Linked DNA regions of Mus musculus: regions 2 and 3 are each linked to region 1. The links are chromatin contacts, called in public HiChIP or PLAC-seq and promoter capture Hi-C maps. All regions are on one chromosome and are shown on one strand. The core of a region is the stretch at or near the end of the contact, and the rest is flanking DNA. Distances in the headings are between cores, read along the strand shown.

What was found. HiChIP or PLAC-seq counts read pairs in DNA pulled down with a chosen protein or histone mark. Capture Hi-C pulls out chosen DNA fragments and counts their contacts.
Region 2: a promoter capture Hi-C map of adipose tissue shows a contact between it and region 1. The contact joins the promoter of Pi15 here to the promoter of Jph1 in region 1. A contact is called at or near these places in 1 of 39 promoter capture datasets (stem cell-derived epiblast-like cells) and 1 of 9 other capture datasets (adipose tissue).
Region 3: an H3K27ac HiChIP or PLAC-seq map of trophoblast stem cells shows a contact between it and region 1, with 4 times the contacts expected there. The contact joins the promoter of Ly96 here to the promoter of Jph1 in region 1. A contact is called at or near these places in 2 of 484 Hi-C or Micro-C datasets (both in embryonic stem cells), 10 of 115 datasets of contacts at active chromatin or transcription factors (embryonic stem cells, extraembryonic endoderm stem cells, fibro-adipogenic progenitors and 4 more) and 1 of 9 other capture datasets (embryonic stem cells).

The regions. Positions count from the first base shown.
Region 1 is chr1:17,096,400-17,099,571 of GRCm38.p6, forward strand. It overlaps Jph1 (junctophilin 1), which reads right to left and starts at 1,490. Exons shown (of 5, transcript NM_020604.2): 1 at 827-1,490. The coding sequence starts at 1,205. It overlaps Gm46085 (a long non-coding RNA gene), which reads left to right and starts at 1,434. Exons shown (of 3, transcript XR_001778833.2): 1 at 1,434-1,852; 2 at 2,282-2,426; 3 at 2,726-3,172. It overlaps Gm31982 (a long non-coding RNA gene), which reads right to left. Exons shown (of 4, transcript XR_865203.2): 4 at 2,174-2,386.
Region 2 is chr1:17,600,430-17,603,601 of GRCm38.p6, forward strand. Pi15 (peptidase inhibitor 15) reads left to right here and starts at 1,472. Exons shown (of 6, transcript NM_053191.2): 1 at 1,472-1,613; 2 at 2,148-2,455. The coding sequence starts at 2,150.
Region 3 is chr1:16,686,769-16,689,940 of GRCm38.p6, forward strand. It overlaps Ly96 (lymphocyte antigen 96), which reads left to right and starts at 1,688. Exons shown (of 5, transcript NM_016923.2): 1 at 1,688-1,851. The coding sequence starts at 1,740.

The sequences.
Region 1 (3,172 bases), core at 240-2,739:
TTATAAGGCAAACATTGTTAAATCACAACCAGGCTTACTTTTTAGGCCACACCCCTAATGTATATCCAGGATATAGCATACTCTTTAACCTTTTTAAATATTTAATGGAAACTCCGTCCATTTTTCCTAAAGCATTTTCTCAAGATCTCCAGGTCAGCAAAGATTACAGTTCTTCTGATTCAAAAGTACTTTAAGGAGCCAAGTGAAAGTTAGGGAGAAAATTAGGAATGCCGCTTGCTTTGGGCAGTTGCTCTGCTGCCTGTAACTAGGACTCTAGAAAATACACCCTCAATAAGGTCCAATTCCCCAACATCCTACTTATGGGGTTCTGGCTTCTATCTTTAGGCTAACTGGAGGGCCAGAAGCGAAATACGAGACTCTACGTGAAACCAAACCGCGCGGCGGTCAGCACCGACCGGCAGCCACACAGCTCAAGACGTCCCTCTAACTCCTCCGGAGTGGCGATTTCAAACCCGGCCTGGAGAGGGAGGGATCAGGAATGTAATGTGACAGGCTCAAGTGACAGTGTCCTCTCTCCTGCCCAGCCCTCCCGGGGCAGCGCGGCTCTGGGCCCCGGCCAGGTACCTGCACGCCTAACTCCCGGGGTATGGACAGCCTACCCGCCCGGGGAGCCGCAGACACTTGCGACCCAGCCGCGAGACCAAGTGGTCTCCCTCGAAATGGGGAGGAGGGCGAGAGGGAGGGTAGACTCCCCAGATGTTTTGGCGGGTTTCCGGACACGTGCGTCTCGCGTCCTCCCCACGTCCCCGAAGCCAGGGAAGAGCCCACCGCGTCAGCCCTCGGAGACTCCCGAGATGCCGCTCACCTCCATCCCCGTAGGTCTCCACGCCGTACCCGTCCTGCAGCCCGTTACTCCAGGTCCCCTCGTAGCGGGCGGGGGTGCACAAGCTCTGCCGGACCCCGTAGCGCCCCTTGAAACCATGTGACCACTCCCCCCGGTACATCCACTTGCCCTTCGTCTCCACCCCCAGCCCGTGCCGCTTGCCCTGCGCCCAGTAGCCCTGGTAGGTGTTGCCGCTGGGCCAGGTGTAGACTCCAACCACCTCGAAGCCGTGCGACCAGGAGCCAGAGTACTCGCCCTGGCCCTTGGGCCCCGTGCAGATGCCATGCCCGTGCGCCTTGCCCTCCTCCCAGCCGCCGCAGTAGGTGCCGCCATCGTCGAAGTCGAACCTTCCGCCCGTCATTCGGGGGGCAGCCCCGGCGCGCTCCTCGTGGGGGCACAAACGTGGGCAGAGCTGGGCACCGCAGGGTGTAGCTCCGGGGTAGGGGCCCGTCGGGCGAGCTCACGACTGCGCCCCGGGCAGCTCGCACCGCCGATCGGCTCCAGTCCGACGCCGCCCCCGTCTTCCCCTCCTCTTTCGCCGTCGCCACCGCCGCCTCTCTCCCTCCTCCTTCGCCGCCGCCCCGGCCAGCGCCGCGCGCGAGAGGACAGCCCAGTCTCCAGAGCGGACTTTCAGCTGCTCCCACCCGCCCACGTGAGCCGGGCACCGCCCCGCGCCCGCCCCTAGTCCCCTCCCTGGGCGCGGAGGCCCGGCCCCATGACACGCCCGCCCGCACGCCCGCCCGCCGGGCCCTGCCCCCAGCCCGCGGAGCCGAGCTTCTCCTCCGGCTGCTTGGCGCGCGAGCTCTGGGCACGTGTGTGTCTGCGGAGTGGGCTGTGACTGGGAGGGCCAGTGTACTCTGAGACGTGAGACGGTCAAGCCTGCGGATAAAGGTGCGGCTGCCTGTGCTGGGGACCTGCTCTTTGCTGCTGGAACCTCCAGCTTTTCAATTGTGTTTAGTCTTCTACAAGTGAGGCCACCTGTGTGATAGAGTGACAACTCTTGTGTAGGTGGGTGGTGGTGGTGGTGGTGGTGGTGGTGGTGGTGGTGGTGGTGGTGGTGGTGGTGGTGGTGGTGTGTGTCTGCATAGGGTTTGTAGTTGCATTTTTTCCCCCAGCATTCCAACTTGAGCTCTGTTGGATTTGTCATGCGCAGCTGTCATCATGAATTAATATGCTCCAAATATATGTCTGCATGTGATAAATCTGTGGCAGCCTAGATATAATTGTGCAGAATGTTCTTTTACACCTACCCATTTCAGGGCACATGTGTTTGCATTTCTTTTCATGAAGATTCCAAGAGAGGCAATGCAGTTTGAAAGAGCATGGGCATGAGTTGTTTGGGTTTTATTTGTAGAAGTGATGGGCTTTGTAGCTGGCATTGCAGGAACACAGGGCATTGTCTTTTACATTCCAGCCTGTTCCCTCATCTGTTCTCAGCTTTAGAAATGCTACATCCTGGAGCTGTGCACCCAAACAGGCTTAGTCTGTATGTATTGCTTGAGTGCCTGGAATGCACACCTGGGACCTCTCCACTGTCGCCCACTGTTTAGAAAAGAAAACACAGTTTTCAAGGAGAAATATGGTAAGTAAAGCACTCTGCTAATGTAACAAAGAAGCCATGAACTTCTAAACACAGGACAGGTGTCAGCTGATGCACTCTCCTGCAGCAGCACTCACTGCCTTGTTGAACTCACTTCAGATACCTCCTCTAAACTTTATCTCCATTTTCTCAATGGAAATACCCTCCCCTTTCTGTGTTGGGGAAAGACTTGGTGTATTTCGATGGTAGTACCCGTAAAGTCAAGAATTGCTAACAGGATAGTTGAATCACATACTACAGCCTCTTTTAGGAGTGGCATTGATCTCTCCTTGCCTTCACAGTGCCAGTGGAGGAAGTCTTTTCCCCAGGTCACAAGCCAGGGTCTCAGAAGGACTCTCAGATTGTGCATTCCTGCTGTTCCCCAGGCTGAGAGGACAAAACAGGTGAGCACTTGGGCCTCTCACTAGGTGGCTGATAATCAGATAAAAACCCTAAAGGACAACTGTCAAAAGGAGAGCAAGAGAAAAGGATTCTTTCCTGAGCATAATTCCTTCTCTCAGAACTGGAGCTGTCCTTTCCTGCTTATCTGTGTAAATGACAGAAAGGAAAAACGAAGACAAAACAAAACCAACAGAAAACCCCCAAAACCCCAACTCTGTTTACACTGAGCCAAATCACCAAAAAGAATTAGAACCCCTCGCCCATGGCACTGCTTGTGAAGTGCCAGGAATAGTGCTTACCCTAGTGGCCTGAAGTAATCAGGCATCTTGCTCAGCATCCCTTTCTGC
Region 2 (3,172 bases), core at 222-2,721, 500 kb after region 1:
GTCAATAGCACTTGATGTGTTATTGATTTTTCAGTTTTGGTTCTTCTAAAGTGACTTCACTTTAGTTAAGACTTCAACCCTCATCAAAGCCTGAAAGCTTGCTGCCTCATCACAGCTCACTCAGAGGCACTTCTGACTCAGATTCTTAACTGCCTTCTTCAGAAATCTATTTAAGGCTCCCTCTCCAAAGGGTGCATATCTTTTCTCTATCATTTTAAAATTTACTCACAAAGAGTTAAAGGCAGGCATTGGGTCACACAGATTGAGAGTGATCTGAGTGGGAGCAAATCCTAGGAGACCTGGATTCCAGTCCAGTCTGCCACATACTCATTGGTTTGATGGCTGTGAATTCACATGATGCTCACCCTGCAAAAACATGCTGACGACAGTTCCATCAGTAGGCTGAGCAAATATGTTTGTGTTTTTCTGAATACCTGTTCTGACTGGTTGTAAATGGTCCAGATTTTGTTAGTGAGAAAATGGCACATAACATTTCAGGGGATCTTTTCATTACAGATTACAATAGTATTATTTGCATTCTTTCTCTGCCTTTGCCAGATGTGGATTTTGCTTCAGTGGCATCTTCTCAGTAAGTCCTTTTTGGCTGCTGCTGCTGCTGTATGATTCTTCATGGTCTCCATTGTACTATATAATGATATGATGGGGAAGCTCAATTTTTCCTTGCTTGAAATTTCAGGTATATGTTACTAAGCCTGGAACAGATGTTATCTTGGCTTCTGTCATTTGCTGTGAGTTTTATTTCACATTTTACACAAGGCAGATAGAAAGCAGGTAATTAGCTAACTGTACTGTTTTGGAGAAAGAAAAAAAGGAGTGAAGATGGAATGAGAAGAGATAAATATATAAATTGCAGGAATAAAACCACATGGAGACGGACAGCACAGCCACTAGAGCATGTATTATCCTAACATCATAAGCTATAGTTTGGTTACTACTGACTTGCCTGGAATCCTCGTGAATAATATTTGTGGCCACCCAGACTAACTGTGTGAGTCGATCTCTTGATTTAATATCAGCATGATTTTTTAGCTCCTATGTCATTTGCTGGCATCTAAACAGAAAATGTACTGCTTGTTACTCAGGCATCTGTGTTTTCAAGAACCCACAGTCTTTTAATTCCTCCCCCCCCCCCTTCTTCCTTTCCCTTGTCTTTTTGGTATGGGAGCCAGGAGCTAGAGCATACTAAGAAAGAAAAATTAACCACTCACTGAAAAGGTAGAAAAGGGGGGTGTCTCATGATTTGTGCTTTGTAAGCTGTGGGTGTGACTCAATTTCCTCACTGCCACATAAAAAGGTTGCCACCCAATCTCTGTTGTTGGTTGTTTTTTTTTTTTTTTCTTTTCTGTCCCAAGCCCCTCCCCTTGGATTTTGGCTGAGAGACCCTAAGAGAGCCTGCCCTTTCTGGACTTTGCAAACTGACATATAAAAGCTGTTAGCTGTTTCTGTAGCCAGCAGCATTCAAATCTTGCAGACTCTTGCACTCTGAGAGCTTGTAATAAGACATACTCCTCTTACAAGAGTTGATGCTACAACATAACAAAGAAACTTACGTTGTTGGAGGAGCAGTGTATTCATTTTGGCATTGTGCAGAGGTAAGCTACTTGGATTAACTAGATTTTATTGCATGAATTATCTTAAAGCAGTTTACATCATTTTCCCCCTTAGCAGTGAGACTGGGTTTCTGTACTACCCTATGTCACTCGGTATGCAGAATGTCTGGGACAAATTATCAGCACATTTGCTGTGGCTACCTATATTTGTCTTCTTCATTCTCAGGGTCAGCTTGGGTTGCTAAAGATTCCTGGCTGGAAACAGGCATTGTAGTAATGTGTCTTGCAGTTCAAGCATTTGGGCAAAGTATTCCCATTCATTTTAAACGGAATGTTCATGGTTTCTTTCTTTAACTCTAGAAAGTTCCTTTTAAGAGGTATGACGCATAGCATACCCAAATGAAATTACATTAGATTCAGGCAACAATTTTGAGGATTTTGGGAGAATGTCCATCCACACAATTCTCCCTAGAGATGACAATGTAAATTCATACCCTATTGCTCTTTTCTGATTGCTTGTTTGTTGTTTGATTGATTTTGTAAAGGCTCTAACTCTACACTGTTTTTGCTTCAAAGCAATGCAAAGCTGGAGGACTTCTCCATCCCTGAAAATGATAATGAACTCTGCAGTCAGCCTTGTGATTCTTTTGTCCCTTCTCTGTGAAGCACATACTGTCGTTTTACTAAATCCCACTGACTCATCTCTGCCAGCCAATAACTTCACTGATACTGAAGCCGCCCTCAGCACACCACTAGAGTCTGCGGATATCCCCAAAGCCAGGCGGAAGCGTTACATTTCTCAGAATGACATGATCGCCATTCTCGATTATCATAATCAAGTCCGGGGCAAAGTGTTCCCACCAGCAGCAAACATGGAATATATGGTAAGAGGAATTTGTCCTTTCTTGAGAAAGCTTTCCTTTGTGTGTTAAAAAGATCTAAATGGACCACAGTGCATGTTTGCCAAGGGATACAGTATACATGTTTGAACAACCTATGAATGTTTTTTAATGTATCTTCTAATGTTAAATTGTGTTCTTTTACGGATTAATGTATGTGAGACAGACAGGACAGGTGGATCTATATAGATTTTCTTCTGTGAGTTCCATAACCACATGAGACACATTTTCTATAAGGAGGAAAACAATTGGGTATACTGACTGCCCACATTTGGAAAGTCATTTTTCAGAGCATAATTCATGAGGTTTTTGTTTGTTTGTTTGTTTGTTTGTTTGTTTTTTGTTTTTCTGTGTTTTCTGAACCTAAAGGCCATATTTATCCACTAAAATCGCTGTTGAGAATATTTTTTTGAAATTAAAGTTTTCATGTGCATTATTTATTCCTGGCAAGGTGACTCTTCCCTTTCTTGGACAAAGCTCTCAGCCATGTTAATCTATTTGTATCCTAAGAGGACAAGCTGACTCTTTCTTCCTTGTGATTTAAGGCTCTGTCATTCAGATAAGAGTGAAGCCAGAGCACTTACTCACATACTGTTCCAAGTTGCCATGAACACATTCTTTGCTTGCCCTTAAAAATAGACTATGTTTAAATCATTTCACTCAGAAAGCAAAAATATTAAGTTGGTATTAAAAGAAATGAGT
Region 3 (3,172 bases), core at 438-2,937, 410 kb before region 1:
CAGTTGTGTTTAAATCCTTTTACTGACACAACATTTTTTTTCTTCTGTCTTTAGTTAGGCAGGTAAGCCCAGGGAATTTTAGTAACTTGGGGCTCTGTTTGGATCAGGTTATATATACTCTCCCACCCCCGGCTTTTCTAATAACAGCTGGCAGCCTAGTCCTTTTACCTGTCTATACTGTGCATAATACCCCTACCCAAATAATGCACCTAGCAATCTGGAACATCCACCTGGGTGGGGCTATCATATCTCTTCTCTGAACAATGGGATAGGTATGTCTCCCCTGACAACCATCAGACTTAGACACTTTCTATTCTCATGTGTTCCAACATTTACAGTACGAAGAGTGGACAATCCCAACTGGCCTGATCTGGATTTGGGTATGTGCTCAATATGGTAAACCATCCTATAAGGAAGAATCTATTTACCATATTATGCTAATGCATATTTGGGTGTGTATATAATTATACATTATATAATTATTATTTGGGTCCATTATGGAAATGGGCATATATAGTAGGAAAAATATTAAATGACATAATCTATTGATCAAAATAAAGAACCATCAAAACTATGCCCCTTGATTCAAGTGCCTCCTTCCTTTAGGCTTGATGAAAAGAGGCCCCTCACAGTCACCCAGTGGCCGGGAGTATCCTCAGGTGACCCATTGCTCTCACAGTATGCTCTGATCTTTCTATTGTTTTGCTTTAAATACAATTGCCTTGCTACCTTAACAGTTCTTAGTGAGCAGTTGAGTGTCACCACTAGAACCGGATTGTAGGCCACAGCTGTAAGCCTTCTTGGCTGCTAACCCTAAAGTAAGAGTCTGTAAAAGCCGTGCAGCTGAAGGAAGCACACTTTTCTAAAGTAGTCTTTGAATGAAATACACGCCAGAACAAAACAGCTTTTTCTTTCTTTTTTTTTTTTTTTTTTTAATTACTGGAACTCACACTTTTACCTCAAGATGCTACTCTGTGGAAGAGCTCTAGAGTCCAGCACCAACCCCACCCCCAACTCAACACTATTGCCTCAAGTTCAACCTTCCTTTTGAGTGCATTCTCAAAACTGGTGAGGTCCCAGCTGGGAATTGCTACTGACCCCGTGTAGGGGTCATCTTGCCTGTCTGTTTTGTGGCTGAACCTGTTTGTACTTGAGTAGAAATTGAGAGGGGGTAGGGGAGAGAAATCAGCTTAGATAGCTAGATGCAGCTTTCTAGGTCAGGAGAAACCGTTGTATGAGGAGGAGTGTGTGGGAGGGAGTGGCCAGCACACAGAAAAGTAGTATACCGGTGGACTTTCTTTCTTGAGACAGGATCTCACCTTATAGCTCTGGCTGTCCTGGAACTCACTATCTGGAGAAGGCTAACCTGGAACTCACAGAGATCCGCCTGTCAAGTACTGGGTGTGTGTACTACGGCTAGTGGACTTCCTTTTAAGTAAGGGTTTCCTGTAAGGCAGCTAATTGTCTCCCTGAAAATGTGCTGTTTTAAAGTGCTGGATACTTTAGTTTACACTGAGTATTAAGAAACAGTATATTCTAAGTCATTTTTTTCTTCTCTTGCCTTACAGGAAGTGCTCAGATATGAAAACAAATGCACAGTCACACATGCAAATAAAAAGAGGAAGCAGTTGGATGGGAGCTTCCAAATCACATGACTGCTGACTAAGTTAAATCTGTCCTCCTTACTGTCGAGTCCGATGGTCTTCCTGGCGAGTTTAAAGTATCGGAGATATTAAATCATGTTGCCATTTATTCTCTTTTCGACGCTGCTTTCTCCCATATTGACTGAATCTGAGAAGCAACAGTGGTTCTGCAACTCCTCCGATGCAATTATTTCCTACAGTTATTGTGGTAAGTGGCCCGGCAACAAAGAGCTGCGGCGCCAACTATTTCGAGAGAAAGTTTCCACTGAACCTGAAGCTGGAGGGCTGGCAGGAACGCTGCTCCAGCAGTGAGCCCGCTGCGGTGTGGGGTGGGGGTGGAGCAATGCCGACCACTTCCGGGTGCGGATCATCCTTTCCCTCTCCCAACCCCCCCCCCCCCCCCCGCGTTTCCCCAGGACCTCTGAATTGCTTTTTACCTCTGTTGCTGTCTTGTGGTTAAGCTCTCTCCACTCGGAGCTCGGTTTCAGGTTCTTCTTAGTTCTAGTTTGCTTCTGAGTACCAGCCCCGACACAAACTGGTTCCTCTTGAGGAGGCTAACCCACAGTGCTTCCTGGTGGGGTTGTAGCTCCAGCCTGTGGTCCTAGAGTGCTCTTGGAAGCATCCTTCTTCCTCCCCAACTGTGTGACCTTGAGCAAAATACTTAGACATTCTCAGCCTCACTTTTTTTTTAATTTGCAAAATGAAAGTTATTTTAGAATTCACTGTATGAGTCACTTGACAAATAATGATTTTATTTGATTTCGAATAGTGATTTTTAGATTTATGCAGTAATTATTACTCTATTGAAATCTGTTTTGAGACAGGGTCTTTCTATATAGCTGTAACTACCTGGAATTCACTATATAGGACAGGCTGGGTTGGAAATCATAGAGATCTGCCTGCCTCTACCTCCTGGAATTAAAGGCATACGTTGCCACGCCCAGCTTATTTTATTATTTTTTTCAAAGTATCACTATATAACATTGGCTGGCCGGGAACTCATAGAGATTGATACATATGCCTCTGCCTTTTGAGTTATTTGCTTATTTTTTTGAGACAGTGCCTTATTCTGTAGTACAGGCTGCCTAGAACTGACTATATAGCTTATGCTAGCCTCAAACTCATGCTCCCCGTTGCCTCGACCTCTCCAGTGCTAGAGTTGCAGATATTTTTCAGCTGAGCTAAACTCTGGTGCCATTGGATCATAGTTAACGCTATGGCCACATTACAACTTGTCATTAACAAATGCCTGGGACCAGAAAACCTAGTACAGGGCTTGAGAGCTGTTTCAATCTGTTTCCTCTTTCTGCTGCTCGCTCCGTTAGTTGTCCATTTTCTGCCCCTTCTAGGAATGTCTTCGTGGCTGGAAGGTGGTGCCTTCCAAAATGACAGTTCTAGGAAAAGCAAGATCATAGCCTAGTTGTCTGAAAGTGGAGCAGGGAATTTATAAATGTACTTTGAGAACTCCTGCATTGCAAATTGGTTATTTTGGGGGACTGGCTTGTCCCCAAACACTCTGACTGGGACTA